2 separate regions of the Macaca mulatta genome follow, and region 1 is linked to region 2. The links are chromatin contacts, called in public Hi-C maps. All regions are on one chromosome and are shown on one strand. Each heading gives the region's core, a stretch centred on a gene start, on an enhancer-like site or on the middle of the called end of the contact. The rest is flanking DNA. Distances are from core to core; before and after follow the strand shown.

What was found. Hi-C and Micro-C count contacts between places; a contact is called where the count stands out from the background.
Region 1: a Hi-C map of fetal cortex germinal zone shows a contact between it and region 2, with 2.5 times the contacts expected there. The contact joins the promoter of KAZALD1 here to the promoter of LZTS2 in region 2. A contact is called at or near these places in 4 of 14 Hi-C or Micro-C datasets (cortical neurons, fetal cortex germinal zone, fetal cortical plate and 1 more).

What each region holds. Positions count from the first base shown.
Region 1 is chr9:113,120,877-113,125,781 of T2T-MMU8v2.0, reverse strand. KAZALD1 (Kazal type serine peptidase inhibitor domain 1) reads right to left here and starts at 1,761. Exons shown (of 6, transcript XM_077947355.1): 1 at 1,083-1,761; 2 at 765-927; 3 at 1-336. The coding sequence starts at 284. LOC144331267 (a long non-coding RNA gene) reads left to right here and starts at 1,863. Exons shown (of 2, transcript XR_013398302.1): 1 at 1,863-2,754.
Region 2 is chr9:113,057,054-113,062,175 of T2T-MMU8v2.0, reverse strand. LZTS2 (leucine zipper tumor suppressor 2) reads right to left here and starts at 1,598. Exons shown (of 5, transcript XM_001109817.3): 1 at 1,356-1,598. It overlaps LOC144331270 (a long non-coding RNA gene), which reads left to right and starts at 775. Exons shown (of 3, transcript XR_013398308.1): 1 at 775-959; 2 at 3,035-3,141. It overlaps TWNK (twinkle mtDNA helicase), which reads right to left. Exons shown (of 5, transcript NM_001194441.2): 5 at 4,238-5,122.

The DNA.
Region 1 (4,905 bases), core at 512-3,011, 63 kb before region 2:
TGAGCACTGGGGTCCAGGTCGCAGAGCTGGCCCTCGAGGTTGGCGCATTCCCAGCAGCAGCCGCACGCGTCGCGCACCCAGCCCGCCAGGCAACCCCGCGGCGCGGCGCACTCTTCTGGCCGGCAGGGAGCGCAGCCCTCGCCCTCCGCTAGCAGCCGCAGCCAGCCGCGCCGCAGGTAATCTGGGCCTGACGACGGCCTTGCGCCGGTCGGGAGCGGCGTCCGCACCATCAGCAGTAGCAGGAGCACAGACAGCGCCAAGGCAGCTGCGGGCGGCGGCGGCATGGTTAGCGGGAAGCCCTGCGAGCACTCGGGGCATCAGCGCGTTCGTGGCACCCTGCCAGGAAGGGACGCCAGGTCAGGAGGTCAGAAACGGGACCTGTGCCGAAAGACCAACCTCACTGCTTCTTGTACCAAAGCATGACGCTAGCATCGCCCCCTCCCCTGCTACCAAGTAGACTCCCCCAACACATTAGGCCTAGTGACCCTCTAGGGATTATCCAGTTATGGCAGTTAGCAATCAGTTGGGCTGTTCTCGGGGGTGGCTGGGAGGGAAGAAAGGTGAGGAAGGGGTGATAAGGATCAAGCGCACGCACACCCACCACGAGCACCACTTCCGTGCACCATCCGACTCCGATCCCTGGCCCCTGAGCATCCTTGCCCAAAGAGAATGGACGGCTCCAGAAGTAAGAAGCTGTTAATGGGGGGTGGAAACAGCGGGAGCTGATGCCCCCTTGCTTATGGCCTGGGGCACAGAGTGCTCACCTAGTGTCCGGGACTAGGCCCTTCGCAGCAGCCGTGATTCGAGTCCGAAAGAAAAGGTTATGGAAATAAAGCAGGGGCGCAGTCAGCCGGGCCCGCCAGCCACCTCTGCTCCGGCCTGAGGACTTCTGAGAGAGCCCACGGACTCGGATTCAGAAAACAGCTCCTCCGCCCCCTCTCTCCGCCCCTCGATTTAGCGCACCCGCCTTCCCACTGGTTCTAAGGCTGCCAATTTTATGTAGCCACACGGGACCCTCCCGGGTCATTTCCCCCAGCCTGGCCCAAAGTCACAGTGCGAGCAGAGGAGCCGTAACCAGACACCGAGGCTAGGAGAGAGGAAGGGGGTGAGGACCAGAGGCGGGGAGTGGGGGTAGGAGTTTGGCTGGGAAGCTCAAAGTGTTGGCTGAACGGCTAGGCCCTGTCCCATCTGCCTTTACAGTCTCTGGCGTCGGCGAGGGCAGCTGCATAAGGGGGAAGCGGCAGGAGCTCTGCTGCCAAGTCATTTTACGTCGATGTCGGGGCGCCCCTGGAGGGCAGGACCAACCAACTTCGCCTCCCCGCAGCCCAGGGCTGGTTCCGGGGAGCGACTGCAGGCTTGCCCACCCAGCTCCCCCACCGAGGCGCTGACAGACTGGGCGCCTACATCTGCCTTCCCTCATCTGGCCTACTCCTTCCTCCCCACATCCGGCAGGTGCTGCAACCCGCGGGTGAGCCGGGTGATTCGGGGTCGGAGCTAACCAGCGGCCGCAGGGAGAGGCGGGCTGGGCCTCCCAGGCGGGCGTCCCTCGGGTCGGGATTACAGGTTACGGTTGCGAGGCTGGCAGGGCCGGAGGCACTCGGCCGCGCGGCCGCCACCACTGCCACCGTGGCACTTTGTGCCGGGGGCGGGGAGGAGAGCATTCCTGGAGGCCCGCCCGCCAAACCCGGGTCGCGCAGGCCCCTCCCCGGACGGCCCCAAGGGGCTCAGAGAAGCCGCGGCGCAGTCCAGCTCGCTGGGGGCGGGGGACAGAAATCGGCGGCCGGCGAGGGGGCGGCACTTAGCCAGGCTCCGCCCACAAGGCCTGGCTGTGGTGCCCGCCCGCCTGCGCGGGATCGACTCCGCATGCGCACTGGAGCCCTGGAATCCAACCGGCACTCTCCTTTCGGAGAGCGCCCCTGAGTTGGGCCAACCCCATTCATTCAGGGGCTCACGAGCCACGTAGGCGCCATCCCTGGCGAGAGGGGTTCTGAGGAGGGGGGCAAGGGCAGACACTCTCTCCTGGTCTCAAATTCAAAAGAGGGACTAGAAGGGAACTTCACGCGTGGCCTCGCAACTGTCGCGAGAATCAGAACAGGAACTCTACGAACCGAGAACACTAAGAGCCCGCGGATTTTAAACAGGAAAAAGAAAGGGCGGAGCCAGCTCTGGCGGATAGTTGTGAGTAATCCCTGGTCCTTGGCCTAAGTGTCGACCTGGGGCAGAAGGGGAACTGTCAGAGAGCTGCCGGAAACCGTGAAAAAGACCAGAGACAGGGACTTGTGGGGCTGACGAATGGAGTCAACCAAGGAGAGGTCTCTGGCTCTAACAAAACACCTTGGGGACGGAACTCCTTGTCCGGGATACAGAGCAGAAACAAGTCCGGGATCTCTTAATGAATTGCTGCCGGCTTCTAAGGCCTGGAGCTGATATTTCAACAACAAACTCCACAGACCTGGAAACTCTTCACTTATCCCACTATTGTAGACAGTTGCTTACTTTCAGTCTTTCCTATGCTCTAAGCTTCTGGTAGTAGGAATCGTGCCTAACTCACTACTGTATCTTGTGAACCTAGCCCCGAGTCAGGTGGCACGGCAAATTCTTGGTAAATATTTGTGGATTAAATGTGAAAGACTGCCTGAGTGTTTAACCTGGATTTTCTGAGTCGCTGATGGAGAACAGTAGATAGACGGGGAACCATCGCCCTCTGGTGGACTTGTGGTTAGTGACGAGAACATCCTGGAACCGTGCATCCAGGTAGGCACAAAGATAATAAAAGGGGATCCGCTGTTACTAAGTAGAGATTTTGTTCTTGTAAAACCCTACATACCGTAAAAATACTTTTAGAAGGGAGTTTTTTGAATAGGACACAACTTGAGAGTTTAGATACATTCCCCGATCCTCAGCATCCCATACTTCATCCGTCAAGGCTCCAAAACTTTCAGTAACATATATGCGCATCGTAAATAGTAAAGAGATAGCAAATAATTTTGCGTATTTATACTTTGAAAACGTTTACTCGGTTTTGTGCAAAACAGGCCAAAGGGAAGGGATTCTCTAGCCTAGATGATGTGAATACTGCTAGGGAGAGGAGCCAGGTGGCAGCATCCTTTGCATTTAATGAGGGAGACTAGATCCAGATGGGCAGGGTGACGTTGAAATTTGTTGAATAATAGATGATCCCGCCTCTTTTTTCCCCTTTTCCTGCAGACGCTTGTACTGAAGAAGGAATGAGGTATAGAATGTAGTTTTCTTTCCACCATGAAACCCTGTGTTCACAAGATTATCATATGTTCACTTTCAGTCACTGACACATGAAATAACTGCAATATAATGACAGAATGATGAGCCGGAGTGTGGTGGTGCACACCTGTACTCCCAGCTATTTGGGAGGCTGAGGCAATAGGATCCCTTGAGCTCAAGGGTTCGAGAGACCATGTCTTTTTAAAAATACAATTTTAGGGCCAGGCATGGTGGCTCACACCTCTTAATTCCAGCACTTTGGGAGGCAGAGGCAGGCAGATCACCTGAGGTCAGGAGCTGGAGACCAGCTTGGCCGATATGGTGAAACCCCTGTCTCTACTAAAAATACAAAAATTAGCCGGGCGTGGTGGTGCACGCCTGTAATCCCAGCTACTCAGGAGGCTGAGGCAGGAGAATCGCTTGAACCTGGGAGGCAGAGGTTGCAGTGAGCCCAGATCATGCCACTGTACTCCAGCCTGGGCGACAGAGCAAGACCCCCTCTAAAAAAAAAAAAGAAGGAAAAAAAAAGAAAGAAAAAATAGAATTTTAAAAATAAAAGAGTGAAGAGGGCCCTGTACAGATGAACAACAGAAGATGAAACAAGGCATACAGAGTCATTGTTTAATTTGGTAAAAAAAAAAAAAAAAAATTACTTCAAAGGACCCACATATTTTAACGTGTCACTTCATGAAACCTGTTTTGACACAGCTGGTGAAAATAGTAGAGTTGCAACTTTGAGGAAGAAGCAGGAGTGGGCCGGGAGCGGTGGCTCAAGCCTGTAATCCCAGCACTTTGGGAGGCCGAGACGGGCGGATCACGAGGTCAGGAGATCGAAACCATCCTGGCTAGCACGGTGAAACCCCGTCTCTATTAAGAAATACAAAAAACTAGCCGGGCGAGGTGGCAGGCGCCTGTAGTCCCAGCTACTCGGGAGGCTGAGGCAGGAGAATGGCGTGAACCCGGGAGGCGGAGCTTGCAGTGAGCTGAGATCCGGCCACTGCACTCCAGCCTGGGCGACAGAGCGAGACTCCGTCTCAAAAAAAAAAAAAAAAAAAAAAAAAAAAAAAAGAAGCAGGAGTGAAATAAATGGTCCATGTTGACCTATTAGAGACCGATACAGAGAAATTGTGCTTCCTGTGAATATTAGAATAGGTTGAGTCGGGAAAAAAAAAAAGGCTAAACATAGATAATTAAAATGGAATACCTTGTAGCTGCCAACTATGACAAATAGGTAAACTCAAAATAACATATGTAGGAAACAAGGTGACAAGTACATGTGGAAAAATAAGGTTAAGAGAAAAGAAGAAGTATATAGATACTGATCACAACTGTATGTATATTTATCATCTATATCATCAATAAACACCCTAAGAGAATTTGGAATGAGGCTAACGGTTGAGTGTAATACTCACTACTCCTTTATTTTGTAAGTTATTTTTCCTTTTTTTTTTTTTTTGAGACAGAGTCTAGCTTTGTCGCCCAGGCTGGAGTGCAGTGGCACAGTCTCAGCTCACTGCAACCTCGGCCTCCCAGGTTCAAGTGATTCTCCTGCCTCAGCCTCCTGAGTAGCCACCTGGCTTATTTATTTATTTATTTATTTATTTATTTATTTTTAAGTAGAGACAGGGTTTTGCCATGTTGGCCAGGCTGGTCTTTAACTCCTGA
Region 2 (5,122 bases), core at 349-2,848:
GACAGCCTTTCTCCCCTAACCACCCCCTCCCCCGCAGGGCCAAGGCCTGCCAGAGCTCGCCCGGGCCCCAGGAAGGAGCATCCCCCCCTTCCAGGCCACAGCCCTGGCCGGCTCTCAGCTCTATTTTTAGCTCCATGGACAGGGTTGTTTTTCTTTCTTTTTCCCTGGAAAGGGAAACACAGCCCAGCCACCCTCAGACTCACCCCAGACCCTCAGCCTCACAAGAACAGACTGAGCCCCTCTCCCCAACAGAGCCCCCTCCTCTGGCCTTGCCCTGATCCCTGCCTCCTGGGGCACCGAGAACCTCCTCCCCTTTCTGGCAGCCTGCCCAGCTCAGGCGGCAGCTGGGCTCAGCGTGTGTGTAGGGGTAGGGGGTGGGGCGGGAAGAAGGCATCGAGCTACTGCCCACTCCCTCATTCCCTGGGGGCAGGGGCTCGTCCTCCTTTTTCTAGGGGTCTAGGCCCACTCTGGTATTGAGGGGGCGTTTACACTCATGCATTTTCTGCGGGGGAGGAGACTCCTACTCCGGCAAGGAGTGGAGGTGAGGGTAGGAAGGGGACCCGCAGGCGCTCAGGCAGCTGCTCTCTGGGCTGGCGGGAATAGGCGGGGGCAGCTGTCCACTGCCATCAAGGGCCTGTCTCCGAAACCTTCGGGGATGCAGATACCAAGAATGTGCTGGGGGAAGGACGTACAGGAGCCCAGGTTAACCCCAGCCCTGCCCAGCAGCCCGGCCCTCCTGCTCCGCCCCGGCTCCAGGGGGCGCTGTGCTCCGGTTCCTGGGAGAGGGCTTATCCCGGCTCCAGGAGGAGAATGGAACGCCGTCCGGCCTGGAACCAAGCAAACGCGCCTCGTGGTGGGGTTGGGGGCACAGGCCACTGGTGTGCGGAGCTGTCACGTGCCCGGCGCCTGTTTACGTCTTCGTCTTCACCTGTGGGCGGCCAGGAAGCAGGAACCTCTGGGTGCGTCCCACCCGGCCCGCCCCCGTCGGCGGTCACGGGGCTGCCCCTTTCCCGCACCCAATGCGCGACCGCAGAGTGCCCTGCCCGCTGTGGGTCCGCGCGGGCTGATTGGCGCTGTCCCTGGGAGTGCAAGGGTAGAAAACTGGGCGCGTCCTTTCCGACTGCATGTGTGTTCGCGTGTCCCAAGTGCGGGCGTGGGTCTGTGCACGCGTGTTTGGGGCCCGTCGGCGTGCGTTTTCGTGTCGCTTCCCTGTTTGGACTCTTCGCGGGCGACCCACCAAGTGCGGACCCCCCTCCTCACTCCACCCCTAGCTTCCCCAGAAGCGGAAAGTTCGTTCAGGAGCGGGGATGTGCGGGAAGCAGGAGTTCCTGCACCTCCGCGGCCCCACCACTCACCCAGCGCCACCTGCGCCTCGGCTCCAGCTCTGGCCCCGCTCCTGCTCCAGCGCGCCCACCTCCTTGCCGCGACAACGCCGCCTCCCTAGCCCGCTCCGAACTCTGGGCTCCGAACTCCGGGCTCCGGGTTCCGGGCTCCCGGCTCCCGGCTCCGGGCTCCCGGCTCCCGGCTCCGGGCGCCCGCCTGGCCTGACCTGGTGGGGCGGGGCGGGGCGGCTCAGGCCGCGCCCCCCACCCAGGGAGGGGAGGGGTCTGTCCCGCACTCCACCAACAGCCTACCCAGTTCCCAGCCCCACAGGGACTCGACGGTGGCCGAGGCTGCCCCTCTGGCCTTCGCCTTCACAGTTTACTGGATTTGGTTTTTGACGTGGGGAAGGGGGCGAGCATCTCGTGACCGATAATTCGACTACCTGGCTGCCTTAAACTAAGCTGCCCTATAGAACTTGACTCTGCCACCCTCCCTGCTCCGTTGGGAGCCCAACCCGGTCCACTCTTGACCCAATCCCCAAATATAGGGAAAACCCCTGGGAATCAGACAAAGGAGGCTCGAGTTTCACCAGAGCAGCTCCCACCTGCCCCCACCATGCACACACCTCAGCGTGGGGCTGCCCAAGCAGAACCAGCACAGCCCCCTCCCTAGAGTAGGTGTCTGCCCAGGTGAGCAGGCCTGCCGGTTCTGACCCCCCACGGGGCATGACTGGGCTTCTCTTAGACTCATAAAATCCTACCCACAGGCACAAACAGGAAGTTGTCCTGTATTGCAGGGAGGCCCCAGGGGCTCCCACCCGCCATGGCACTCAAGGCAGCATGTGGGAAGGTCTTTAGGTATCTGGGCCATATGGGCTGCTGGAGACCTCGGTGAGTTGTTGTTTTTTGAGACGGAGTCCCGCTGTGTCGCCCTGGCTGGAATGCAGCGGGCGCGATCTTGGCTCATTGCAACTTCAGCTTCCAAGGTTCAAGTAATTCTCCTGCCTCAGCCTCCAGAGCAGCTGGGACTAGAGGCATGTGCCACCACGCCACTAAAAATACAAAATACACTAATTTTTGTATTTTTAGTAGAGACGGGGTTTCACCATATTGGCCAGGCTGGTCTCGAACTCCTGACCTCGTGATCCACCCACCTCGGCCTCCAAAAGTGCTGGGATTACAGGTGTGAGCCACCACACCCGGCCGAGCTGTTTATTATTAAACCCATCCACAGCAGAGAGGAAGCTGCTGGAGGACCAAAGCTGCCCCCTCATAGCCAAGTGTGACATACACTATCAGTTAGAGGACAAGGCTGTAGATCCAACTGGACCTGGCTTAGCCAGGCCTTTCCTGAGTTCTCGGGGAAATGTTTTTGAATTTTTTTTTTTCTTCCCAATCCACTGAACCTGTGAGTCAGGGAGATTCTTAACATCCAGTTGGGTGTAGGCAGACCAGTCCTATCCCAGGGAATCTGCACAGGCCCTAGGGACCCCCCACTGCTTTCTAGAATCCAGGGATCTGAACAGGCTGGGCCCGATCATGATGTGGGTGTTTAAGGCAGGTATGGAGTAGAATGTGTTTGTGCAGGGGGTGGGGCTGGGGAGAGTATTAGCTTCCCCTCCACCTCATCCTTCTGGTTTGTGCTGTGTGGGGATGTCTACTAGAAGGGTGGGGCAAGACAAACAGACAAGTCTGTATCCCTCTATCCCCAGTTCACAGAGACCTCACAAAGGTCCCCTACTGGAAACCCCTAAAGGATCTCCTGGGAACCCACCAGGCATTCTAGGGAGACAGGAACGTGGAACCCACATCCTTACAGGTAGGACTGATCTGGTATTGTGCCTCTGGAAGGCATGGCTGCTGTTCAGTGTTACAGACTCTGGATGAAGCCTAGACCAGTCAACGGCTGGGAATGATTACTGCGGGATTAGGGAAGCCTGGCTCCAGCCAGTCTGGGAGAGACCCCCAAGAAGGGAGGCCCTGGAGGAGCTCTCCCCACCCCCCAGGTTCTTCCTCACAGAGAGCAGCTTTCCAGCAGCCTTGCTCTGGATGTTTCAGGAGACATTTGTGGCCAGAGTTCTCACACTGCAGAGACCACAGACCCCTCCACCAGTCCCAGAAGCCCCTTTATAAGTTGAAAGGAACAGCCTGACAAAGCAGCTCTGCATCCAAAGGGAGCAGGAAACCTTCCCCCAACCCTTACAAAAGGATTCTCCCCAGCCCCCTCAGAACATCTTGCATTCTCACGACTCTTTTAGGGAAATCCAAAGGGAAACTAGGACTTTTGGATATCAGAGGACAAGAGATGAGGTGTCATCATTTAGGAACACTTTTGACAGTCCCTCTGGATCACCTATTTTACAGTCTCCTCCAGGGTTTGTTAAAAATGAGGATTACTGTAGCCCTCGTCAGATCTCCAGAATGAGAACCGTATGTGGTGGAGGATGGGGGGAGAATGGGCCCTGGGTTCTGCATTTTTCACAAGTCCCCAGGAGTTCTGGCACATATCAACATATGAGAAACATGGAAAGGGTACAGGAGGGAGAAGGATGGGGGGTGGACAGAATATGTTGAGTCCACTTGAGAGATGAGTGGCTCACATCACAGAGGAATGGCCAGTCAGGCAGGGCCTAGGCATGTGGCCCAGTGATTGAGTACCTGTGCCAGTAATCACTCAAGATCCTCAGGGAAGTTAGCTATGAGAACAGACCATTTTGTCTTCCCTAGGTCAAGAGGAGATGTAAAGGGGAGGTAGGGGGTGAAGGCCCTTTAATGTCCCTGCTTCCTTGGGAGCCCACTGCTCAAAGGATGCAAACGGTGGGAGGGACCCGTCCATTCCCAATCCCCAGAGGGAAATACAGCTACGGACTGGGGAGACACCTGGTGGATGAATAAGAAAAAGCACAGAAACAAAGGCAATGGAAAAATTTTTTAGTAAAACTGGAAAAGGCTCTACAAAATGTCTTAATTCCAGCTGTCTTGAGGCAGCACACAATAGCATCAGTGTCTAGGTGGCAGGCACTCCGGGCTGACAGGTTCCTCCCATGGCTCTATGGCCAAGCAACCCAGCCCGAGGCAGCTCCCACCCGTGAGGCCCTGATGTTGCAGGCCTAAGCACCTAGGATCCAATTCTAGTACATGCCACCTCATGCCAGGCTCTACAAAGTGGAGAGCAGAGGGGCTTGGTACCCACTGTATCGCCCTTTGACTCTGAAAGCCTAGGCTGGAGTTTTGCATGAAGTCCCCGACTCTCCTGAAGATTCAGGGGGCCTGACCTTACTGCCTTGAATCTGACCTGCTCATTCCTACCTCAGGGCTTGGATTTCCTTTTCTCTGCCTGGGTCCCCTTCTCCGGATGTTCACAGGGCGCTCTCTTTCTAGTTGTTTAGGCCCCAGCTCACACGCCCTCGGCTTAGTCACCTTTTCAGACCACTTATCTACACTAGCCTGCCAGCAGTCTATCTATCGCATTTATATTTTCTTTACAGCATTCTTCACTAACTAAAACTAGGTTTTCTGCTTATTTGTTCATTGCTTGCTTGTCTCTTCCACCAGAATGCATGGGGGCAGAGACCTTTCTCTCTTTTCAGTGCTGTATATACAGGACCTCAAAGAAAGCCTGAGAAGCACAGTAGTTTCTCAGTAGTCTGCTACATTGAATTTTCTCACTATAGAAACCAGCTCTAGGTTAGGCCCCTCAGACTGAGAAGGGCACACAGCTCAGGACCACAGGATAGAGGAGCCCTCAGAGTTTTATGCTCCAGCCTGTCCTATCAGGCTCATTTCAGTGAGCAGCTCTG